Regions from separate parts of the Gasterosteus aculeatus genome. Here region 2 is linked to region 1. A link is a contact called in public Hi-C data. All regions are on one chromosome and are shown on one strand. The core of a region is the stretch at or near the end of the contact, and the rest is flanking DNA. Distances in the headings are between cores, read along the strand shown.

The links. A called contact is a pair of places that touch in the nucleus more often than the background predicts.
Region 2: a Hi-C map of skeletal muscle shows a contact between it and region 1, with 7 times the contacts expected there. The contact joins the enhancer-like site here to the promoter of fat4 in region 1. A contact is called at or near these places in 2 of 6 Hi-C or Micro-C datasets (skeletal muscle and whole body).

Annotation. Positions count from the first base shown.
Region 1 is chr4:3,648,446-3,652,914 of fGasAcu3.hap1.1, reverse strand. It overlaps fat4 (FAT atypical cadherin 4), which reads right to left and starts at 2,222. Exons shown (of 17, transcript XM_078101947.1): 1 at 1-2,222. The coding sequence starts at 1,768.
Region 2 is chr4:3,791,762-3,796,230 of fGasAcu3.hap1.1, reverse strand. No RefSeq gene overlaps it. Among protein-coding and RNA genes, the nearest start is that of LOC120817039, 69 kb to the left of the region's middle. Within about 2 kb of position 2,625, at least 2 of the 9 cell types and tissues checked have open chromatin away from gene starts, as enhancers often do.

The DNA.
Region 1 (4,469 bases), core at 973-3,472:
TGGCCCCGTCGTCGTCGTCCGAGGCCTCCAGCACCAGCAGCTCGGTGCCGGCGGCGGCGTGCTCCGCCAGCGAGACGTGGTACGTGCCCTGTGCGAACGTGGGCACCTGGTCGTTCACGTCGGTGACGTTTACCACCAGTTTGGTGTAGGAGATCTTGGGCTGCAGCCCCTGGTCTTTGGCGCTGATGTTGAGCACAATTTCAGACGCTATCTCCCGGTCCAGCAAAGCGGCGCTGGTCACCAGACCGCTGTTCTCGCTGATGGAGAACCAGCCCAAAGCGTTTCCAGACACCAGGGAGTAGCGCAGGTTGGCGTTCTGCCCGGAGTCGCCGTCCGTCGCAGAAACGCCTTTGACGTAGCTGCCTTTCGGTACGTCCTCGCTGATGTCCACCCTGTACAGGGTTTGCTGGAATATGGGCGGGTGGTCGTTGATGTCGTTCACAAAAATAACCAGACTGGCGAAGGAGGACCTGGCGACGGGGGCGCCGTTGTCCGACACCGACACGGTCAGGTTGTAGGAGGAAATCCGCTCCCTGTCCAGCACACTGGCCACTTTGATGAGACTCAAATTGGGCACGGGGGAAGTGTGCACTTCAAAGTGCCTCTGCTCGTTGCCGCCTAGGATTGAAACGGATATGTTGCCGTTGGCAGTGGGGGAGTCTGAATCCGAGACAGTGAGCAGAGCCACCACGGTGCCAATCTGTGCGTTTTCATCCACCGAGGCAAACTTGGAGGTGGTGGGGAAATACCTGAACTTCACCACCGGGTCGTTGTCGTTCACGTCTAAAAGTTTGATGGTGGCTTCTGTCCTCCCCGACAGGGACGGCACCCCGTTGTCCACGGCATGGATGGTCAGGGAATACTCTCGCTTACTCTCATAATCCAAACCCTCTTTCATAATGATGGTCCCGGCTTTGGGGTCGATTTGGAAAGGTGTTCCCTCGTCTAAAAAATACCTGACCTCCGAATTAGCTCCCTCATCCCGATCCGACGCCGTGATCTGCAGAATGCTGGAGCCCACGGCTGCGTCCTCAAAGACGCTGTTCTGATATTGTTCTTGGTCAAAAACGGGAGGGTTGTCATTTATGTCCTGAATAGTGACGTTCACCTGCATGTAGCCAAACTTTTTGGGTTCCCCTTTGTCCTCCACCTCCACCAGCAGCTGGTAGAAGGGAGTGACTTCCCTGTCCAGGCCTCCGGTGGAGACGAGGTGCAAGAATGCCCCCTCTCCGCTGGGATTGACCGTGATATCCAGGCGGAACCTCCTCTGCTCGTTGCCTTTCACGATCCTGTACGTGGTGTGATCCACTCCGTTGCTGCCGATGTCGGAGTCCGTGGCCGTGTCCAGGATCACCTGCCGCCCGCTGCTGGCGTCCTCCTTGAAGGACACGACGATGGACGCGTCCGGGAACACCGGGGAGTTGTCGTTGATATCCAAAACCACTATGCGCACCTCGGTGGGGTACGTGGGCTGGCTGGACAGCACCACCACGTTGATGACATCGCTCTGCAGGAGCTCCCTGTCAATCACCGAGGAGGTGTAGATCACGCCGGTGGTGGCGTTGATTGCAAAAAGTTTGTGGCTCTCGCTGAAGCGGTACGAGAAGCTGGGCTTGGTCTCTATGGTGCCCACGTAGGTGCCGACGGGCTGCTCCTCCGGGACCTGGAACTCTTGACGGACCTGGCTGGACGCGGAGTGCCGCGACAGGGTCCACAGCGCCAGCAGAACGAAGTGAAAGCGGCCCAAGCCCCTACCTGTGCGCGCCATGGTCAAGTCAGACAGAGTCCATGCCGGAGACGCATCCACTGCACCCACCAAAGCGCCGCATTAGTTAGTCAGTGAGCGGCTCGTCATTCACTGTCCCAAAGTACTCCACGAGTTCTCTTCTGCTCCTCCTGATGCCGCGCAACGAGCAGAAATCCTCCTTGAAGGGAGACGGGGATCCCTGCAGCTGGAAACTTTTAATTCAACTCCACACCAAAAAAAAAAAAAAAAAGAGGCAGGAAACTGGTAATACTTTGAAAGGTGAAACAAAACGGCCTCGCTCGTGCAAGGTACGCGAAACAATAATACTAATATTTAAAAACAATAAAAAAGTTTATCCGAAGTTGGCGAGCGGGTGCGCGGCGCGCAGAGCGTCCCGTGGAATAACGGTGCCTCGGTCATATTGCGCTCAGGAGTCCCTGTAAGTTCGGACAAAGCTGGAGAGCCACAAACTCCCTCCCATCGCCGATCCCATTGGATGGCTGCGCTCCTGCCCGCCCTCCCGCCGCCTCCCCCTCCATTGTGTCTAGCGGCCCCGCTTGCAGGAGAAGATGTCAATCAAGTGATACAGGTAACGATGCGCAGAGCGCGTTTAATTACTTCACTAGTTTCAAAGTTGCTTTGAAATCGAATTTGATGAGCAATACGTCATGTTTGGATTGTTACCTGTCGTACTATATTAAAACCATTCAAGTGCGATCGTGTATATCGCAATACTTTTCTGTATAGGAACGATCGTATACATTAAAATGATTTGCATCGTAGTTCAAACACAATTTTTAGCTTTCTGTGTCCAATCAATGTCTTTTATTCAGTTATTGGGGATTCAAATGATATCGAAATATGTATTTCTTAATTAAGGAACGGGTCTAATAAGGGTTTTCAGTCGTTTTCTGACTTCATAATAGCCGTCGAGGTATTTGCATAGAATTGAAGTTGCAGGAAAGTTCCTTTTGTGGGTAAGTAGCTCCACCTAGTGGCCAAACGATGGTACTTCCACCCAAAGTAGAACAGCAGGAGGCAGGAAAGTATTAAATATGATCTGTGTTCAGTAGTTTTTTCTTTGTCTTCAGTTACGTATCTACTATATGAACATGTTAAAACACAAAGTTATTTTAAAAATAAAAGCCATGACTACCACATGATTGGTTGACTTTGGGAATTTAAAAAGACAAAAATTAAGAATAAAAGCAAAAAAGACAAATTGCTGAAAAATGTGAAATATTCAGCAAAACAGAGAAAATGACTCGAAAAACATAAAAGCCTCCATGATGAGGGAAATTTAAAAAACACCAGAACAGACAACATTGTGAAAAAACACAGAAGAATCAACAAAACAGACACTTGAGCAGCAGACCAAATGAGAAAAAAGACAAAACACATTAAAAAAAGGAGACAAAATGATGGAAAATTCACCAAAACATTCAAAAATTTCACAGAACTTCTGTTTCATAAATATTTGACTCTGTCTTCACATTCTTCCGTGTTTAGGACTTCAGCAGTGTTCACATTACAGTTTAAGGGAGTAACATTAGAAATACATTTAGTAGAAATAAGGCAGATAATACTACTACTGTAGTACTACTTTGCTGCAGGTCTGCATTAGTTGACTGCTAGCATATTAACTGCACAACCTTCACTGGTGAAGAAATCCTTGTCAATTCAAGGCATTAATCATTTCCCCAAAACATGTTTCATTAAATAGTCCCAGGTCACATGAGTTCATCGACAAGAAGGAGGAGCGGTTTGAATCCCACACGTAGAAGATCTGGGAAGTGACGTCCCTTCGTCCGTCCTTACGTCTCTACGCGGAGGATAATTACAACCCTCGTTTAAAGGAACGTAAATGTTTACTCATGCTTTTGTATTTGACAAGTTGTGGCTTTTGTAATCAGGCCGCCTGGACGTTCAGTAGGCCGTGAATCAGCAGCGTAATAGAATCACAGAGTGGACTGGACACACGTTCAACGTTTTGGCTCTCCAGGTTGTTTTCAAGCTTAGTTATTGATCACATTCATGGTCGTCAGAGGAAGACTCCCTGCTGTGCGTGTGTGGAACTCTCCCCTCGACAAACAGTCAATACTTTTCAAACGCACTGACAATAGAACATGCACATGCTGGACGATGTGGCAGAAGCTCAACGGACCTGTGCTGGTGGAAGAGGGGATCCTCAGGTGAGGAGAACGAGGCGGTTACATGGTGGAGGAGAGAAGATCTGGCCAATGGATGGAGAGGAGGATGGAAAACACACAGTAGAGGAGGATGTTGTGGGGGATATTATTAAGCCTTCATTAGTTACATCTGGCTCTTTTATTCTGGCTCTATAAGTGCATTTTGAAACTGCAATATTTCATCATTTTTTTCCCCTATACATTAACTCATGAGCCGTTGTTTTTGGGGGTTTAGTAACTTGCTCAAAAACACTTGTACACGTGTACCGGACAGGACAAACCAATAAATGTCGACATTTCCAACCACTTACGAGTCTTGCGATGTCTCTCCCAAATCGTATTTGGTAAAAGCAACTTCTCCTGCTGCGACTGAAGAGAGTCAGTGCTGAATGAAATAGCAGGACTGTATCTACTGAACCAATCATGCACCATCCTGGTGGTTTTGTTGATTTATTTTTTGTCTGGAAAATGACTTTCCCGAGGCCGTGCACGGAGCTGCATGCAAAACAAGTTTCGGAGGATGTTGAAATGAA
Region 2 (4,469 bases), core at 1,376-3,875, 140 kb before region 1:
CTCCGCGTCTCAAACCGTCCCCAGAGATCCCTCATTATTCCCGCGGCGGCTGCCTCTCTACCTTTGATTCCAAATAGCACCCCCGTGCGACCCTGACCTTTGACCCCGGGCAGTAACTCTTCTGCTTGCTCAGGTACGTCGGCGCCACGCTCCCACGGGACCCCGAGCTGCGCCTTTTAATCGCTTGTCCTCGTCTCTGCGCAGACGTTCCGTGGCGTTGCAGCCAGCGCGCCGTATATAAATTGGCGGGGGCCCGATGTCGGGGCCGGGAGGCGGCCCGGGGCCAAGGAATACACATAAGCGAGTCTCCGCGGCCTCCTTGTGTGTCTTGGACTAGAATGAAGTGGTGAAGAATGGGAGTAGTGCAGGGCTCTGAACTGTGGCAGGCTGAATATGGATATTGTTTTGGCCTAAGCATGCAATAAAACAACTACTTTACACTCAGGGGGCACAAACAGGTCTGTGGCGGATCACCAGGTCTTGCTTCGCTGTGGGTGAATTAAAGGGCAAATGATGACTCCATTATTGCAGAGCAAATCCTCCGCGTTAAAGACGTCAGCGAGGACATCTGCCAGCTGTAATATCCTTTTAAAGTGACGAGCGGCAAACTTTGGTCCGCAAACAAATGAATGACAGTCAGGTAGTGCTGATCCAAAGCCGCCGGACCGCACGCTCTTATCCCAAGGGGATCCTGGTTTTTGTCTTTTTTTTTTTCGGTGAGTTTGTCCAATCGCGGCTCCGAGGGGCTTCGGACACCCTCAACAGTTCCAAAAAGAGCCCCCGCCAGGGACTTCATTTTCTGCCTCGCTGCCGCCAAACCCTTGGAGCCAAACCTTTGGCCCGCAGAAATAAAAAACTACAAGTGGAAAACAAGACCAGTGAAATGGCGACAAGTCCGCGTTACTTCTCGTAATACGAGAAACTCCCAATTCCTCCGCTGGTTTTTGGTCTCTCAGGGACAGAAGGGGCTGAGAAACTCCACGTTTTTTTCAGCGCTGCATGAGGACGCTTTCACATCCTGCTGCGGCCCAGAGGCCGTCTTTTTCCACATTCAGCGGAGCTTCAGTTCCATTTTGGAAGAGGCAAATGGTGCTCCTTCTTATTCAGGCATATTATCCTAATCGCTGCCAATGTGCCACAGGCTACGAGGGCACCGGGATGATTTATGCCCAGCTTAAGTGATTTAAAAGCTACTTTAAATATTTTACTGGTCTGTTTCTCGTACGGGAGGTATGGGAGACTTGTACGGGAGAGGACGGGTGTTCTTACGGCGGGCGTTGGGGGGTCATGCTTCATTTACTCCTACTTTAGGTGAGCCATTATGAGCATTAGAGCCGAGTGAGGCGGTATCAGGGTGAATGATTTAGGATAAGGTAAGTCAGAAATTGCAGATACAGGAAGAAATCAACAGCGTGTGTGTGTGTGGTGACATTGATGAAGTCTTTCTAGAAGTCATAACCACACATGTCCCGCCCACTCACACACACACACACACGCAGGCCTCTAACACACGTGTTGGAGTTCCCGCTGTGTTGGTTTTGAGTTATTTTTAGTCGGTGGCCATAATTCACATTTCCACAAATTGGGGTCTGCGCCCGGGATGTGGCGTAAAAGTGATACACGACTCCCGGGAGGCGACGACGTGCAGAGCCGTCGCCGGGCAGCAACTTAACGTCAGCAAGCCGAGCAGAAAAGCGGCTTGCGATTGTTTTATCGCGCCGCCGCCGCCGCCGAGCTGCAACAACACGTAGAAAGCTCTCCATCACGGCAGGCCTTGAACACATCACGGCGTGCGAGCCAAAAAATAATCAGAGCACAAGCTAATTCAACCGTCAATATACAACCGCATTACGGCTCGGGGCGTAAGGAGAAAAAAAAAAAGAGGAAGAAATCAAGGCCAAATCCTGACACATGCTTACACAGGATCCCGCGTGTGGAACGCGGCGCTGCAGCATGTGGGCCGGTCGGGGGCCTCGGTAATCCGAGGGCCCACCCCAACCAAGGTGGAAATGTTTGTAGGAGTTTAAATCGAATATGTCAAGCTCACTGAAGCTGCATGCTTCCCCGGGATGAGTTGATGAGCTGACGCTGCTGCTCGGTGAGGCTCCCAGTGCTGCAGGCTGCAGCGTTCAGGCAGGTAAGGCGCACTAGATGGCAGCAGCGCCCACTCGTATCTCCTCATTCGGCCGCATGGAAAATGAGCACCAGCACTTAATGTGTGTTTTTTTTTTTTAAGAAAAGGAAGATTAAGCCATAAAAAACTTTTTTTTAGAAGCAAAGAAGGTCGGCCCGTTTTAAGCCGAACGCATTGGAGTCACATCCTGGTCAAAGACGAAAAGGCAGCGCCGCCGTCCCGAGACGGAGTGACGGGGAGCGGGGGTGGAGGAGGAACATGTCGCAGGAGTGGGAGCGGGGTCTATCTTTCACACGCTGTGGGGCGATGTTTGGAGTGGAAACACCCGAGGAGAGATAAGGCGGGACGCGCCGCGTCTGGCTTTCATCAGGGCACCGCCTCCCGGGTGTTGTTGCCTCTGCGGGGGCGGAGGGCCCGAGGGCCGAACTCCCCGCTCTGCCGCCGCGCTCTGAGGTCACCGTCCTGAAGCATGGCGACACACACAAACACACACACACGGCACACTTCAAAGAAACCGTGACGCATCCAACGTGCTGCCCTCACAAGGAGAAAGTAAAGGTCTATTAAGAAAGAGCACTTTTTGATGGAGAGTCGGGGAGGTTTGTTTACCTCGAGGGGGGAGAGGGGACGTGGGGGACGAGTTGTAGTCCCGGATCCCCCGAGCTGATCCCCCTGCGGGGCGATTCATCCCGACCTTTTTACGGCTTTCAATAAAACACGCTCTAAAGAGATGCTCCTTCCCCTCCGATGAGATCAGCAGAGCTCCTCTGATTCCCCTAACCGGTTTTTCTTCAACAACTTAACTGGAAGCCCCATAATGCTTTGCGAGGCTGTGGGAGGAACGTCATGGCGTCATCGGCAGGTCACCGACTTACAGTACGTAGTCCCCCCCCCCCCCCCCCCTCCCTCTTCTGTGTGTGTTTTCTTTTTCAAACAGAGGTAAAAGGAGACGCTTGTCGCTTCGCTGCTCACGAGGTCCGGGCCATTTCTCATACTATGGTTGACCTCTGACCTCTGAGAGCGGGCAGATTAAGCCGAATGTTTGGAGGCTGTGAAAAGGGACCGCTGAAAGGCTTCGCCCATTAATCACAGCTTCAGCTTTGACAGGGTCGAACCCCCGGAGTCACGTTTCCAGCCCACCGGATCAAAGACGCTAAGCGACACCTGTGTGACACGTGACGCGTTCGTTCACGTGAAATATGAACGACTCTTAAGCTTTGATGACATTAGTTCAGTGATGAAGTTTAAATGCAGTTATTGTAGAGGCGGCAACTTGTTGTTGAACCTTGTTAAAGTGCCTTTGGTGTGAAATGATCTCTCATTATGGATCATTGACATGAGGAAGTTTAAACAACACAGCACGTCAAATGAAATTGTTGGGACGCATTTTTTAACAAATATAAATGCAAAAACTAGCATTGACCTGAAACTATTTTTACTAACCTTGTTGAACTTTTAAGAGGTCAAATCTATTACCAGCTGCAATTTCTGTCTGGAAGCCGTTTCACTACAAATACATCTGCTCTCAGCTAAGACACACATTTAAAAATCAAGAAACACAGTAAATCTGTCCGAGTGGCCTCTTCCAAGTCCACGTCGGCCCCAGATATCATTTACTGGGCTGATCTGCAACATCAGCTTCGGGTTCAGGTGTTTGCAGCGCACACACACACACTGCACACACACACACACTGCACACACACACTGCACACACACACACTGCACACACACACTGCACACACACACTGCACACACACACTGCACACACACACTGCACACTACCCTAACACCTCGAGCTGCGCGGACGCGCTCGCTTCAGCGTCGGCCGTCCTCCTGACGTCCGGTGAGTGATGCGGTGTGGACAGGCTGCTGTCCTCGGCCGTGCACGTTTGACCCCCGCCCGCTTAGTCTGGCGTTCACAACTCACAGATCCTACATGACCTCTGTGCACTGAAGGCAGCAGGCAGCAGACTCGGGGTCAGTCTCTCCTCTGAGTGTCTTTTACCAGGAGCTGGTAAAGGCGACAAATTACAGCGTTTGCATGTTGTGTAAGAAATAAAGAGTTTAATGGGTTGAAACCATGTTAAAAGGACATTTGAGCCCCCGTAGAGGCAAAGATTAAAGAATCCTTCTTCACTGAGAAGCTACAACCCCTTTTTACAGTCTTCTTTTTTTAATTCTTTTATTGTGTTGTTTTCACTTTGGGCTGTTGTTTTATCTTTAAAATGAAGTTTGTTTTCTGCACATTGTTTTTCCTGTTGTTTATTACTAACAACCCCTATGATACTAAATGACTCGCAGCTAAGACACGGACAGTTTATCAGTGCACCCGTTG